Regions from separate parts of the Astyanax mexicanus genome. Here region 2 is linked to region 1. A link is a contact called in public Hi-C data. All regions are on one chromosome and are shown on one strand. The core of a region is the stretch at or near the end of the contact, and the rest is flanking DNA. Distances in the headings are between cores, read along the strand shown. Region 1 has its middle 20 kb from the start of LOC111191413. Region 2 holds the start of tex55 (testis expressed 55).

Region 1 (3,286 bases), core at 102-2,601:
GCTAAAAGTTTGATTTTGGACTAATTAGGTCCTTCTAATCCAAAATGGCAAGGATCATATTGAAAAAAGTTCCAGGGAAGTTAACATTTACTAACTATAAAAAGCTAAAAGTTTATTTTTTGATTAATTAGGTCCCTTTGATCCCAAATGGCAAGAATACTTTTTAAAAGCTTCCAGGAAAGTTAACTTTTGTTGACTGTAGAAAGCTAAAAGTTTGATTTCAGTGTCTATAGTGTTTGAAGTAAATTTTGTTAGCTAACAGAGAACATTAGAAGAACGTTTAGAAGAAACGTTTTAAAAAAAGGTTCCAGGAAAGTTAACATTTACAGAGTGTAAAAAGCTAAAAGTTTGATTTTGGACCAATTAGGTCATTCTGATCTCAAATGGCAAGGATCCTATTTAAAAGGTATCAGGAAAGTTAACATTTGCTGACTGTAGAAAGCTAAAAGTTTGATTTTAGTGTCTAAAGTGTTTGAAGTAACTTTTGTTAGCTGAGAGAGAACGTTTAGAAGAACAGTTTTTAAAAAAAGGTTATAGAAAGCTAAAAGTTTGTTTTTGGACTAATCCCTAACAGAGAAAGTTAGAAGAACAGTTTGAATTGTTCCTGGAAAATCAACATTTACTGACTGTAGAAAGCTAAAAGTTTGATTTTAGTGTCTTTAGTGTTTTAAGTAAATTTAGTTTGGCAGTGGTTGGCTCAAGTTTAAAAATTATGAAAATTATGAATAATAAGTATTCTCAAGTGCAGTGCAGTGGCCGCAACGACCGTTAAAAAACGTGACAGTGATGGAAATGGCACTAATCAGTATTGCCCCAGGCTGGGAGGGATAAGTTGAGCAGAGCAACACAGATAAGAGCACCTATCTAAATGCTTCTGTACATTTTTTTTAACACAGTTTTTAAGTTACTACATGATTCCTTATGTTTATATGTTTCTAAATATATACAATTTATTTACTGATTGTAGGAAAAAAAAAAAATACAAACACTGAACCGAGGAGACAGAAACAGACAGAGAGACAGAAAGAAAGATAGGATGTCCTCCATTTTGGAAAAAAGGGACGGGGGCTGAACTCGGCTGAAACGTGTTCACCCACGAAGAAGACGAGAAGAAAAAAGAAAAAGAGAGAGAGAAAAATAAAGAGAGAGAGAGAGAGAGCGGGATCTCAGGCAAGCAATAAAAGGAGACAGAGAGGGAAAAAAGGAGAAAAAAAAGAAAAACATGAAAAAAGAAAGAGAGAGAAAAGACAGAAAGAAAGAAGAAGAAAGAAAGAAGCTTCTATCAGGACGCTCGTTAATAACCAGGCTTTAGAGTTGGCAGCTGGCACAGGCTGAATCTGAAGCAGCCGAAAGCTGTTTAACCTGTCCTGCCGTTTGGCGACGGTTGGCTAAACACACACATACCAGCCAGGTACCAGGAATAGAAATAGAAAATAGAAGTAGAATAGAAATAGAACAGAGATTTAGAAATAGAAAAAGCCAGAAAATGTCTTTCCCCTGGCAACAGCGGCTGTACGGTTCTGTGGGAAGTGGCACCGGTTGGTAGTTTGGACTCTTGCCCTTTCACACACTTTTACCAGCCTGTTATCAAACATGCTTAGCGCTTAGCATTCAGCGCTAACAAACAAAACAGCCTGGAGAAAGTTCGTTGCGAGGCGTTACAGCAGTAAAGCATTAAAGTGATCGTTTGACCAAAAAATCAGATGTACCATAACCCATTTTAACCCTTTCCTGCCCTAAATGTTGGCTTGTTTGGCACCTCTTTTGCTAATTTTAGCAGGATATCCATAAAAATACCCCTCTGTATTAGCACGATGCTAATAATGAGAAATGACAAATGCCTCAAACCCGTGGCGTTTTCAGCATAATACTTTTGTTTGCTTTCCTATTTGGAACTGGGATTTAGCCAAAAATATATATAAAATTGTGAACCAAGTTTGCACTGCAAAAAACTAAATTTAAAATTTAAAGCAATCTAATTTCTAGCCAATACATCTTATTTTTTCCCTGATCATTTTGTTTAATTTAAGAATAATAATCATCATCAACCTTACTTATGAATTTGCATCTTATTTTAAGTCATTTAAACTTGAAATAAGCAACAACAAAAAAAATGACCAATCAAGTTACTCTGATTATTGTGTCCGAATGAAGCTTTCTTAGTTTGGCCAAAAAAAAATCACATGTACAAAAACCCATTTTAACCCATTCCTGCCCTAAATGTCGGCTTGTTTGGCTCTTGATTTGTTCATTTTTGCAGGATATCCCTAAAAAAATACCTCTCTGTATTAGCATGATGCTAACTGAATGCCTCAAACCCTTACTTTTATTTGCCAAATATTCAGTGCTTTCCTATTTGGAACTGGGATTCAGCCAAAAAAAAAGTAAGAATGTGAACCCATTTTGCACTGCAAAAAACAGTGAGTAAAATGATCTAATTTCTAGTCCATACATCTTATCTTTTCTCTGATGAGGAGTTTTGTTTTGTTTGCTTTGCTTATTTTAAGAATAATGATCAAAATCAGCCTTACATAGAATCTGCATCTTATTTTAAACTTGAAATGAGCAACAAAAAGTCACCAGTAAAGTGTTTCTGATTCTTGTGTTTAAATTAAGCTTTTAAGATTATGCTTGATTTTTGTCTTACTTTGCTCATTTTGAGACTTTTTAAACTGCATATTTTTGAAAGTTATTATTATTTTTTTTACATTTTCAGCTAAATACTTTTGTTTTCCAAATATCACAGCTTTCCTGTTTGTAACCGTTTTTTAGCCAATAAATTAGTGAAAAGAATGTGAACCGATTTTACACTGCAAAAAAGCAAAATCTTAGCAAGTAAAATTATCTAATTTCTAGGCAATACATGTTATTTTGTTCTCTGATAAGAATATTACTTGTTTTTGTAAGATTGTTTTGCTTATTTTAGGAATAGTGATCATAATCAGCCTAAGGTAGAGTTTGCATCTTATTTTAATAAGAATTAAGCTTTTAAGATTTTGCTTCATTTAAGTCTTACTTCGCTCATTTTAAGACTTTGGATTTTTAGAAATTATTTTGCAGAATCTATTGCTTTCATTTCCTTTACATTTTAGGTTTTTGCCATTGGATGTTTTTGCAGTGTGTTTTCTGATTTTTTTCACAAATTAAAAACACGACAATCTAAATCTTGATGTCCTCATTTTTGTCCATCTCTATAATTCAGATTAATCTAGTTTGTAAAGAACACAGGGTTTAAAGTGTCTCTAAATGCCACAGTTCTGATATTATAGCCGCAGACGGAGCGTTC
Region 2 (3,430 bases), core at 514-3,013, 56 kb before region 1:
TCACGTTAAGACATTATCAATTCCAGGATCAGAACTGTTGGGTATAAACTCTGAGTATACACTTCAATCAGAACAATAATTATAAAGACTTAAGAGTATATACTGTTTAATAAATATACTCTTCTATAGCTATGCATTGTTGTCCCGATACTTATGGATTAACCCTTTTATATATATTTTTGTTTTCGAGTGTTTTCTTGCACAGAACACTAATTGAGACGTGTTGTTAATCAGAACAGATAATATAATATGAGATAAATGAGCCGATAAAAAAGTTTATAAGCCAATTAAACAATAGGTTAACTCTGCCAAAAAGCCAAAGAGGCTAATTAAAATAGATAGAATAGACAGTAGACATAGAAAACACTAGTTTAGTTATTTTAGTTAAGTGAATTAAATGTTAATATAGATTTTACATCATAATCATAATATTAGAGTCTTCCTTTGTGTGCATTACAGACAGAAAACTTTATTATTTAACATTATTATTATTATTAAATTCATATTTTTCCATCACTGGCACATAATTCAGGTCTGAAAGGGTTAAGAAGACAAATGTTGTAACGTAACAGGATAGGGCTGGAAATTTGAGATGTTACACACTAAAAAACAGAAGTACCATATAAGTATTTCTTGTACTTAAAAGTACACTTTTCATACTTGTACTCTCAAAGGTATAATATTGTTTTTATAGGGTCAAATATGTTTCCTCTGAAGTAGAAAGTCTTTTTATAACAGCAGGAAACAAAGATTTGTACCATTTAAGCAGCTAAAAGGTACATTCGGTATTCTGTTTCACTGTACGAATAAACAATATATTTATGTATATATTTGATTTATACATTTTCCATATGAAAACCAGACAGTTTTGGATGATCATGTTTTTGACACATATTCATGAGATATTTAGAAGTCTTTCACTGAAAGGTACTCTATTGTACATATATATATATATATATAATATAAATATTGCTTAATTTCCTACATGATCAATAAAGTATCTATCTATCTATCTATCTATCTATCTAGCAACAAGCTTTTTACTCTTTTCAGAACAAATCTGTACTTATTTATTTTTTACTTATTCTTTGTGTGTTACTTCATTTGTATTAAACTGATCATCACCATGCTAACTAATATCACTATAATAATAAATAATAAGATGAAATAAATGTATTTTCTTACCTGGAATATCTGAAGGATGTTATGGCTTTCCAAATATCTTACAGAGCTCTGATAAGGGTCCACATGGGCCTGGGTGGGTCGGGCCGTTCGCACTGTTTCTGTTGTGTCTGAGTCCTCCATGCTCAGAAAGTAAAAAAAAAGAGAGAGATCTTTTGTCTGTGAAATGAAGAAAGAAATATAAATAATAATTAAAAAAAACCTTTCTTGTGAAGAAATTACAATTTCCTCTAATTTCCCAGCTAAAATAAATTTTAATTTGCTTGGGAAAAATTTTAACTAAACTAACAAACCTAAGAAACGAAACAAAAACACTCTACCAACTACACTACCCTACCTTTTAGAGGACTGTTCTGAGTTTAAGTCTGAATTAAACGCAAAAACTCGTAAGAAAAAGTGCGTAACTCGGTCAGTATCCTCAGTTTGGCTTTGAGGGGTTTGTTTTAACGTCTGAAAAGTCATCCCGTAACCCCTGGCAACCGCACGCGAGAGACTCGGGGGGTGACGTCATTTTCTGTTATGAGACACAATGGCAGCGACTGAATTTGGACCACTGTTTTTTTTTTTCCTTCACCCCTCTCGTATTCTCACAAGCCCCGCCCACATCTCGCTGCGATTGGTTCGTCGCTACGAGCCCCCTGCGCTGGGATTGGCTGTTACGTTCATCACGAGCAGCCCTTCGTTCTAAAGTATGAAAAAAAAAAGATGAACGTGAGGGACGGGGCGGGCGGGGCGGAGCTAACTGCGCATCAGGATTACAGAGCAACCAATAGGGACAGGGAGAGGGGCGGGGCTTGATCGGAAAACGGATGTTATTAAAAATTAACTCTATAACTATACGCGGTTTAATGCGGTGGTGGAAAACGTTCCGTCGTACTTCATGAGGATTTTTTTTTCATTTAATATTATTAATGTATGTAATGTATGATTTTTTCAAAAAGCTGTATGTAACTAGGAGTAGCGATTGTTGTTTTTTTTTATCAAGTTTTAATTATAATCTATATACTAATAATTTAAGTATAATCATTTTGTATAGTTTGAAAATTAACTCCTTTTCATGTTTTATTCTTATATTATATTTTATTTTCATTTTTATTGTTTTTTAATTCGTCTTTTCTTAGTATTTTTTCATCTTTAAAGCACTTAGAATGACTGTTGTATGAAAAGTACTATATGAATAAACTTGCCTGGCCTTGCCTTTTAACCTCCACCAACATCCACAACGTCCCAGCGCTGATACTTGATACTAGCGCCTAATAATGTTAAAAAATAATGAACTTGTGAAAAAAACACTGTTTTGTAATAATGTAGGTCAACGTGTCAACATAATAAGCTAAGCATTTTATATAAAATGTATGCATACAGAATGTAGTGTGTTTTGTATATAATGTAAAAACGGTCGATTAAAATAGGCTATTTATCATGATACATACAAAAATTAAAAGCAAGTCGTGCGTGGCTTATGAGAAAAATCATGAAAGGTGGGGCGGGGCTGACCGCACTTCAGGACGATCAATATCCAATCGCAGGTTGAGATGGGCGGGGCTTGGACTGTAAACGGGTGTTGAAAAAACATGAACACCACTGCTCGGTTTAGGCAGCGCTAATCCGACTGAAACGTCCCGTCGCACTTTATGAGGGTTTTCTTTTAAATTGTATAAAATTATACGCGCTTAATAATGTGGAAGCGTTATAGAGTCGTATAAACATTGTTTTGCGGTAATGTAGGTCAACGTGATAATATATAACATAATAGACAATTAATTAATAATAACAAAGCAGAATTGCAGTTCATAATTCATATCTAAACTAGGAACAGAAATATAGAATGATAATGATTAGTTATATTATAATGTAATATCGCTAATAAAAAAAATAAATTAATACATATATCATAAAATAAACAAAACAAATAAACAAGTTTTTTGTCTTTTTAAATTTTTTATATTATTTTTCCTATATATTAGTAATTTATTTTATATCAGCCGATTATTTTGGGGTTTCTTTCTGCCGCATTTTGCTGTAAAACGTGCGCGCGGTTACAGGCGGGCGGGGAAGCGGAGCGAAAACCCGGCGTTTCTGGGTTGCCGGTCGTCCTCAGCTGACATCACGGCCTACAGCGCGTGCACGTTATGTAGGGCAGACGGTGCTCGTGTCCCTCCGTGAACCCGGGCGGAGGGGAGGGAGGGGTGCGGGATGGGAGGAGGGGCTGGAAAAGGAAATAAATAAATAACGAGAAAATAAATGC

Evidence for each region. A called contact is a pair of places that touch in the nucleus more often than the background predicts.
Region 2: a Hi-C map of blood shows a contact between it and region 1, with 2.4 times the contacts expected there. The contact joins the promoter of tex55 here to the enhancer-like site in region 1. A contact is called at or near these places in 3 of 3 Hi-C or Micro-C datasets (blood and muscle).

Annotation. Positions count from the first base shown.
Region 1 is chr1:3,277,811-3,281,096 of AstMex3_surface, reverse strand. No RefSeq gene overlaps it. Among protein-coding and RNA genes, the nearest start is that of LOC111191413, 20 kb to the left of the region's middle. Within about 2 kb of position 1,351, the one cell type or tissue checked has an H3K27ac peak away from gene starts, as active enhancers do.
Region 2 is chr1:3,333,845-3,337,274 of AstMex3_surface, reverse strand. tex55 (testis expressed 55) reads right to left here and starts at 1,763. Exons shown (of 4, transcript XM_022666397.2): 1 at 1,520-1,763; 2 at 1,186-1,306. The coding sequence starts at 1,644.